2 separate regions of the Mus musculus genome follow, and region 2 is linked to region 1. Evidence: chromatin contacts called from public HiCAR-type data. All regions are on one chromosome and are shown on one strand. Each heading gives the region's core, a stretch centred on a gene start, on an enhancer-like site or on the middle of the called end of the contact. The rest is flanking DNA. Distances are from core to core; before and after follow the strand shown.

Region 1 (4,108 bases), core at 547-3,046:
TTAAGGATATAGAATTCCCTGTGAACCAGGATTCTAGTGCTCTTGGAGTGAGAACCCTTGGACTATTTGCTCCTGGGGTAGAGAGAAGACCATGGGAGCTGGTGGAGGGCTTCTGGTGAAGGGGAGGGGACATTTTATGAACAATTTGTTAAGAACCACAAATGTAGTATATGACAATACCTCGTGGTAATGCTCCCGTCTCTCCCTTCACCTTTTTCTTTTTAAAGATTGTTTTCCTTTAGCAAGTCCAAAAGATGGTTTGAGACCCCTTTGGGTGCCACAGTTCTATGCTTTCTTAAAAATGAAGTCAAATAGTTTATTCTAGGGAAACCAGCTGTCTTAAGTTACTCCTAGTCAGTGGTGGCTACAGAAAAAGTGTTTAGGAGGGGTTAGGAATTGTTAGGGTGTATCCACCTGAATTTGGACAGTACTTTCCATTGGTCTGAGAAAATAGTTTCTAGAGGAAGAGGGGGAAGTGGGAGGAGGGAGGACTCAGGTTCCATCCAAGCTGTGGCTGAACTCTGGCGGTGATGATTACTGGCTTGATTCAGTTCATTCTTTCAACTAATGTTTACAGAGTCCCCATATGTGCTTCAAATACAGAGATAAAACCGCTCTGTCCCCACAACGGCTCTGGGAGGCATCGAGGAATTGCTGGGCGATTCCTAAGTCCTTTGAATACTCAACAGCCACACCCAGGTTAATCAAATGTTTCGGTGCCTAAGTGGTGATAGTTACAGGGACCCTTCAGTTTCATTTCATCCTCTTATTCTAAAAAGCAAGGAATTCAAGTACTACTGGCATGCTTTAGAACATGGGCCTTCCCTATGATCGTCAGCAATATTGGAGTCTACTAAGATCCCTGCCCACCACCCTGAATAGCTCGGTGTTCACTGCCACTTCAAACTCCTTTCTGGACAGTCTAGCTGTCACAGCTCTGCCAAGACAGAGAATCTTTTCTGTCTGGCCTTCGAAACCCAGTCTGTATCTCTCCCGTGTAACCATCCCCAGTTACAAAATGATCAAACCTGGACCAGCTATTTTTATTTAGTCCTCTAAAAATAGCTATCACTCAGTACTGGCTGGAAACCAGACCCCACCCTATCCCTCAACTACCTCCAGTGTGCACACCAGGATGCTTTTGCCCTGACATTGGCTTCCCAGTCTTTGACATTTGGAGGCGCAGCTGGACTCACCCAGACTGTGTGGTGTTTTCATCTTTTAGGAAGCTGTAAAGGTGCACTCACCGTGGGAATCTCAACCTAGAACACACGTGCCCCAAGACTGCTAGGTTGCAGGGAAAACCCCTGAGGGTCCAAAATGCGAAGATGGCCAGTCAGCTCTGCTTCAGGCTCTGTGTTCAGCAGCAGTGGGCATGACGAGAGGTGGAGAAGTAGCAGTTAGGACTTGGGTGTGAGCACCCTGTCCCCAACTAGCCTCTCCTGTGGTACCCTCAACAGTGTCTGAATGGAGACCTAACCTCCTGTTTCCACCCGCCCTCGGTGTGACCACTTTTGATCCCGCCTCAGACAAAGCCAATGCAACTCCTGCAGGATGAATAAGGGGATCAGGTTGCTCTCTCGCCTTCCCCCACCCCCTCACCGCGGCTCCCCTTCCCCACGTGACTCTCTGGAATCTTTGCCAAAGCTCGTAGTCTCTGAGTCCATTTTCACACCCAGCAAAGGAGAGAGGAAGGAGGCGAGAGAGGCTGAGGAAGGCGGAGCGTGCGTGCTTTAAATGCGAGGATCCACTCGGGGACTTATCCTGTGCGTTTCCAGGCCCCTCATCTGGGGAGCATTGAGTTCGGAGGGGTCTTTTCCAGCCTCTCTCTTTCCTCCTTGCATCTACAATTATGGCTCCACCTCCACTTGGGTAATCGCACCTCCGCCCTGCAGCGCAGCTCGGGGTGCACGGTGCGGGGAGGTGGGCGTCGGTGTGGAGCAAGCCGCGCCCCTCTGCCCTCCTCCTCTCGGCGAGGGGCGGGCGCGAGAAAGTGGCAGCAGCGCCCCCCGCGCCGCCTTCCGCGCGGAGCTCTGGAAGCGCCTGCAGCAGCCGGGCGGCGTGGTGCGGTGCGGCTGCAGCGCCCCCGAGTCCCGGAGCTCCTGCAGGGCCGCACAAAGTTTGCAACCAGCGGCCCTGCACCGCCCAGCTCCCCGAGCGCTGCTGTAGCCCGGCCCGGCGTGTTCGCGGGGACCCGCCTCGGCCGATGCTACACGGACAGACGGGGGCGTGCCGAGAGAACTTTGAAAAGCTGCCGAGGAGGAACCTGCTCCTGCAGCTCGCCAGTTGGGGACCTCCGGAGGAACTGGTCTAGCCCGAGGCAATGCTGCGGAATCCCAGCAGCCGCTGACCTGCAACTTTCCTGCTAGTCTTGGCGGCGATCTGAGCTTTGCCTCCTCCTCGCAGCCTCGGCTCACGTTGGTGGCCGCTCTGCTGGAGAACCCAGTGAGCCTCGGGGCTGACTGAGTGTTACTGTCGGCCGCATCCTTCTGCGGTCCACCCGGCCAACCTCGGCTCCCGGCCCAGCAGCCAGCGCTTCCCCAGTGTCTGTGCGTCCCGGTTCCCGGCGCCGGCGCCACAGCCTGAGGTTTGGCAGAGAGCAGGTTCTTGGATGCTGAAGGCTGGGATCTTCCTGCGAGAGTGCCGCGGCGGCGATGGGTGTCCTCAAAGCGTGGCTCGGGGTGGCCCTAGCGCTGGCGGAATTTGCAGTATTGCCTAATTGTGAAGGTAAAAAAGAGCGGAACCCCGTGTGAGTTCGACTGTGCAGTTTAAGACACTCAGCCGGGTTTAGTGCTGTGGGTTGTTGGGTGGAAGTTTTGATTTGAGGCGATAGGTGGACACGGAGTGGATTTCCTTTTCAGCTGAAATCCCCACTCCTGGTTTCTCTTGCGGTCAAACCTCAGCCCGGCCACGGCCTCCTCTTTGCTTTTTGCGGGTGGGTGGCCTTTTGAGGTGATATTTCTGAACCCGGATGAATCTTCCTTCCACTTCTACCCTACTCCTCAAGGAAAAGCAACTACTCGGAACCTAGGTGAGAAGCGAGCAGTTGCTCTCACTTTTGTGGAATAAAATCCTCACCCAAGCTCCACTGTTCTATTTTGCTTTCCTCGCCCCAGTAACTCGCCCCCCCTCCCCTTAAAGACCACTTAAGATTTTATAAGTAGTATTCTGGATGTTGAGATTTCAGTTGTAATGAAATAAATTTTACTCGGGAGCGAGAGCACGAGGCTGCCTGCTTCTCAAGGAACAAAAAGTGGTCAAAGAGCATGTATGCACTTCTCTTCTCCCTAGGTTTTCATTGCGCGCGCGCGCGGGGGGGGGGGGGGTGTTCCAGTCCACTTCTTCAAGAGCTTGGGGAGAGAAAGGAGACTTGAGTGTTGTCATCAGGATAGCTTTCGTAATCTCAGCTCAGATAATACATCAGTAAATCTGATGAGGGGTGTGTGTGTGTGTGTGACATGTTGAGTCTGGTGCTGCTTCCCCCCGCCCCGCCCCCCCCCCCGCGCCCCTAGGCGCGCTGAGAGCTCCCACCTGCTCAGAGCCGCGGGGACAGTGGCTGGGTTAGCATTTGCAGAGGGGGAAGGTGGCAGGCTGGGAGAGAGACAACTTCATCCACGGCTGGGCTCTGGACTTTCTGCTTCCACTCCCGGCTCCATTCATTATTCATCCAGCTGCAGGAAGAGTTCACCTGCCCAGTCGCAAATCATATAGGCAGTGGCGTGCACGTGTCGCTTTTCCTGCATCATAGGTGCTGAAAGGGGGCAACTGGAGATTCAGGAGGGTAAAATCTCAGGTGGGCTTCCAGTCTTCAGACCAGTGGCACCTCTCTTCCTTACCATTTTTTTCTCATAGCAAGCAGCCTGGCCTTGGAAGTCCACTCGTGGACTTTCCCCACAGGTTTAGGCACCACCTTCTCACACTGTCGTGGGAATTATGTCAGAAAGATACTATTTCCAGGAAAAACACGCCTGGGGAGCTGTGCAGAGTTTTTCAAACTATGGACAACCTGTTTTAAAAGAATTGTGTGTGTGTGTGTGTGTGTGTGTGTGTGCATGGTTTTTGCATACAAAAAAAACCCCAACCTTGTAAGGTTTAATTATAGTAATTA
Region 2 (4,108 bases), core at 1,023-3,522, 120 kb after region 1:
TCAACAGGTTCTAGCTCCTGTCAGAACCTCGGGTTGTTAGTTCTGCATATAGAAATGAACTTAACTCAAAAGGAAAAGAACTGTTTCCTGAACACAGCAAGTGTTCAGCCACAAATAGTTCCCCACAGACTCCTGGAAGGCATGAGTGTGTGCTTGGTGTTACAACGCTTGCAGTATATGGAGCCACTGATGGGTAAGGCCACACCTCTGTTGGCTATACCTGCTGTCACATTCTCCCAAAGCAGGCCCGATGATTATGAATTCTGGGCAGGTTGAAGTAGAGAAAGGATATACTTCAACTGAAAGGAAATAGAGAGCAACCTCTAACACATACTTGAGGCCCATCTTTCAAGGTCTCTCCGGTGTTATTCTGTCGCTAGTAAAAGGGCGGCAGCAATACTGATGTGATCCTTCTGTACAAGAAAGTAACACACTCATGGTTTCTGAGCTCCATGAATCACATTTTGTAATTCACACAAGTGGCCATCAAAGAAGTTAGGGAAGCGCCAGTTTGATGAAACTCTTTCCAGCAAATTGCCATTTCTAATTATTCAGTGTATTTACCTCCACAGTTGTATCTCATGTCGCTCAGAGGAGCCATACTTCAAACGGAGATGGCTCCTCATCTGGAGAAAGTGATGAGAACATTGTAACTTGAAGTCTCCAGCCTGCCCTGAATTTATGTTATTTCTGATTTGCTGCAGGTCTGGAAGAGAAAGTGAAAATCCCCTTTCTCTTTCTCTCCCTCTCCCTCTCCCTCTCCCTCTCCCTCTCCCTCTCCCTCTCCCTCTCCCTCTCCCTCTCCCTCTCCCTCTGTCTCTGTCTCTGTCTCTGTCTCTGTCTCTGTCTCTGTCTCTGTCTCTCCCTCTCCCGTCTCTCTGTCTCTGTCTCTCCCTCTCCCGTCTCTCTGTCTCTGTCTCTCTCTCGTTATTCCCAACTGTTCTGCTACCATCCACCCCCTTCTCTGAAACGTAATGAGTTCTCAGCAATGATTTGATCTTGTCTTCCTCTTTTCCTGACTCCAACTTTCTCTTACTACATGTGTACAGAGCACATATATCATCATTTATTATTTACCTGTGCATCTAACGTCCGCATGGGTGACTGCAACCGTGTTTTATCCAATCTGATGACGCAAATTAGACATCTAAGAATGTTGCTTTAATGAAATGTTTATCAGGAAAATACTAAAAATACTAGTATTAGTTTATTAATTATCAATCCTCAAAGCATGAAATTGGAACCACAAAGTTTTTAGGGGGAACGCCACACATTAGATCAACCTTTTTGTTTCATGGATGGGGACTGTTGATTGGCTTTGGATAAGCCTCTCTCTGAGACTTGAAGTGCCGGAGTGAGGGGTTACCCAGAGGGACCCCCAACCACTCAGAGGAGAAGGGAAAAGGGATGGAGGAAGGATTGTGGGAGGGGGTGACTGGGAGGGGGACAGTGAGCGATATGTAAAGTGAATAAGTAAAAAAATTAAATAAAAAAAATCCCTCTGAGTTAAGATCTCCATTCTAGTGCTACCACTAGAGAGCTGAAGAATGGGCCTTCCAAGGCCTGTTGTTGAATAAATTCTAACAATATTATAACATTTACAGATATCGTTCTTTGTATATATTACACATGAATTCTACAGTTAAGAGCTGATCAGTTGCATTTGAAAATTTCTAAAAATTAAGAACCAAATCATACAAACTTCATAAACCAGGGTGTATTCATTTTCATTGACTACAAAGCCAGTATTTAAGGTGTGGCTGGTGAGAAACAGAGGGGGCATCAAAAGTAGGACAGCATTGAGGTTGGAGGCTTCTTACAGAGGGCCAGGTTTGAGTTGGGAGAGAAAAGGAAGAAAGAAAGAAATAACCACATTTGGGGAAGAGCACTCCATGCTCTCACCTTTACGAGGGCTGATGTTACTTTACATGAGTGGGGCTTAAATAGGGACTTTGCCCTTTCCAACTGCCCTCCCCTGCTACTGAGAATCTTGGCAATGTCTGGAAACATTTTTCATCATAATAATAGAGGTGCTACTAGAATCACCTAATGGGTAAGGTATGGATGCTGCCCCACTGCCAAATGCACAATAATGTACAGAATAGCCCCCATCACAAAGTTATTCACTGTAAAATGTCAGTACTGTTCTGGTAGATAAAGCTCATAAGTCACGTGTTATAATGTTGACAGTTGAGAGAACAGAACCAGGGTGTTCTTGAATTGGGCTTTTGAACTTTGATGTTTGGACCTTGGTCACATGTGTCTCCTTACCACACTAGCTTGCTAGTGGATCAGTGAATATTGACAGTGATGGTCTGGAAACGTTTGGACAGTCACAATAGAGCACCTTTATCCTGAACTATACCCACATGTGGCTCCAATTTATGAGCAGAAAGGTTGCTATAAAGAAATCTGTGGCAGGTGGAATAAGGCCAGTTTAAAAGGTGGTACCAAATATGCAGTTTTCATTAAAGGACTCCAAAGTGTGTTGCATGCAGATGTGTTAAGCATTCATTGAGAAATATGAGGATTGTTCTTTTAGCTGTCCCAGCAAGCCTTGTCATCCAGCCTTTGCTCAACTGAAAATGGAATGGAATGTCACAAGTTCTCTCAATTATCTTCATTTCTTTTCTTTTGTTGGTTCTTTGGAGACTAAATCCAGGGCAAATGAGAATGCAGCCGAAATCAGACTTGATCACAATACTCTTAAACCCGAGGGCAGTTAGAACCCCAGTTTACTTTTAAACTCCAATCTCAGATAAAGTGAGGTATGCAGGGAATATTTATAGCCAAAATGAGAAGAAAGCTGTAGAATAAGAATAAAGTCTTGATTTTTTTTTCATTTAAATCTGGAAAATGTGCTGTAGTTCCATTTGCATATTTCAAAAAACAATGTAGAAGAAATACTGGTGTAAAGTGTTTTATGTCTTTCAAGGGGAGGAGGAAGGTAAAGTTATAGTAGATCCTTGCTTCTGTCAGTGTTTATAATCCTTTCAACAATCCATGAAGCAAATAACACTATTTTATTTTACTCTAGGTTAATGAGCTAAAGTGATTAGCAAAGTTATTAGTGAGCAGTTGGAGAATTCAGGTCTCTGAGATACTACGTCAGAGGTTCTCAATCCGTGGGTTGCAACTCTTTTGAATGTTAACTGACCCTTTCACAGGGGCTTCCCAAGACCACCAGAAAGCACAGACATTTATATTATGATTCATGACAGTAGCAAAATGACAGTTATGAAGTAGCAATGCAAATAACTTTATGGCTTGGGGTCACCACCATAGGATCTGTATGTGCCTATGTATGTAAAGGGTCACAGTGTTGGAAATGGTGAGAACCACTGCTCTAAATTAAGATCAGGCCTTACTTATGACTCCTTCCAGACTGATGCTCTCTTACTGTCCGTGTTCTGTGCACAGTGTCTGAATGCCCAAGGTAACTGCAGCCAGTTTTCCCAGTTGGTGCCTTCTATAGTGAAGACACACCCACATCAATAATGATTTTTACTTGTAGAGCTATCTTTAAGGAAATTATAGGCTTATATTGTACTTTTCTGCATTATAACTTGCTACAGAAGCAATCCATGGTTATTGTAGCAGGTTTTCCATGTGAACAAGGCTCTAAAGTATAGACTTGCTTCCATCACATTGCTTGGGCTCAAAGAATGTTCTAATGGTGTAGAAGTTTCAAGGAAAGGTGGGACTGTGTTTAAGACCTATGGCTTGAGAGAAGTACATTGTAATTTGTGGGCTATTAACTACACATATAAGTAATCATTCCTAGCACTGCATAGGTTGCCCACTTCAGAGGTTAAACATTTCTCGGAAAACAAGGAGATAGCTCAGTGGTTACAATCCTGATAACTGAACTTGGATCTTCCCAACTCACAGCAAGACCAGATGTGGTAGTGCACATCTGTAATCCTAGAACTCCTACTATACAGAGATGTGGAGACATGGGAGCAGCCCAGAAGCTCACAGGCTAGCTGGCCTGGATTGTGCACTCCAACAGCACAAAGACTTGTGTTAATAAGGTGGTAGGTACAACCACCTTCTGAAAGCCATGTCCACAAATATTCTGTTGCCAGCACCCATGTGTGTGCGCATG

The links. HiCAR-type assays count read pairs that join an accessible place to other places.
Region 2: a contact with region 1 is called in a HiCAR-type map of kidney, with 4 times the contacts expected there. The contact joins the enhancer-like site here to the promoter of Fras1 in region 1. A contact is called at or near these places in 4 of 39 promoter capture datasets (the 3T3-L1 cell line, hippocampal neurons and liver), 8 of 484 Hi-C or Micro-C datasets (cortical neurons, liver, myocytes and 1 more), 2 of 115 datasets of contacts at active chromatin or transcription factors (embryonic stem cells and kidney) and 1 of 9 other capture datasets (pancreatic islet).

The regions. Positions count from the first base shown.
Region 1 is chr5:96,372,159-96,376,266 of GRCm38.p6, forward strand. Fras1 (Fraser extracellular matrix complex subunit 1) reads left to right here and starts at 1,797. Exons shown (of 74, transcript NM_175473.3): 1 at 1,797-2,727. The coding sequence starts at 2,655.
Region 2 is chr5:96,496,034-96,500,141 of GRCm38.p6, forward strand. The region is part of intron 2 of Fras1 (Fraser extracellular matrix complex subunit 1); the gene reads left to right. Among named protein-coding and RNA genes, the nearest start is that of Gm33050, 39 kb to the left of the region's middle. Within about 2 kb of position 2,273, at least 3 of the 459 cell types and tissues checked have an H3K27ac peak or open chromatin away from gene starts, as enhancers often do. A contact at or near this core is called in kidney and liver, where this site is marked.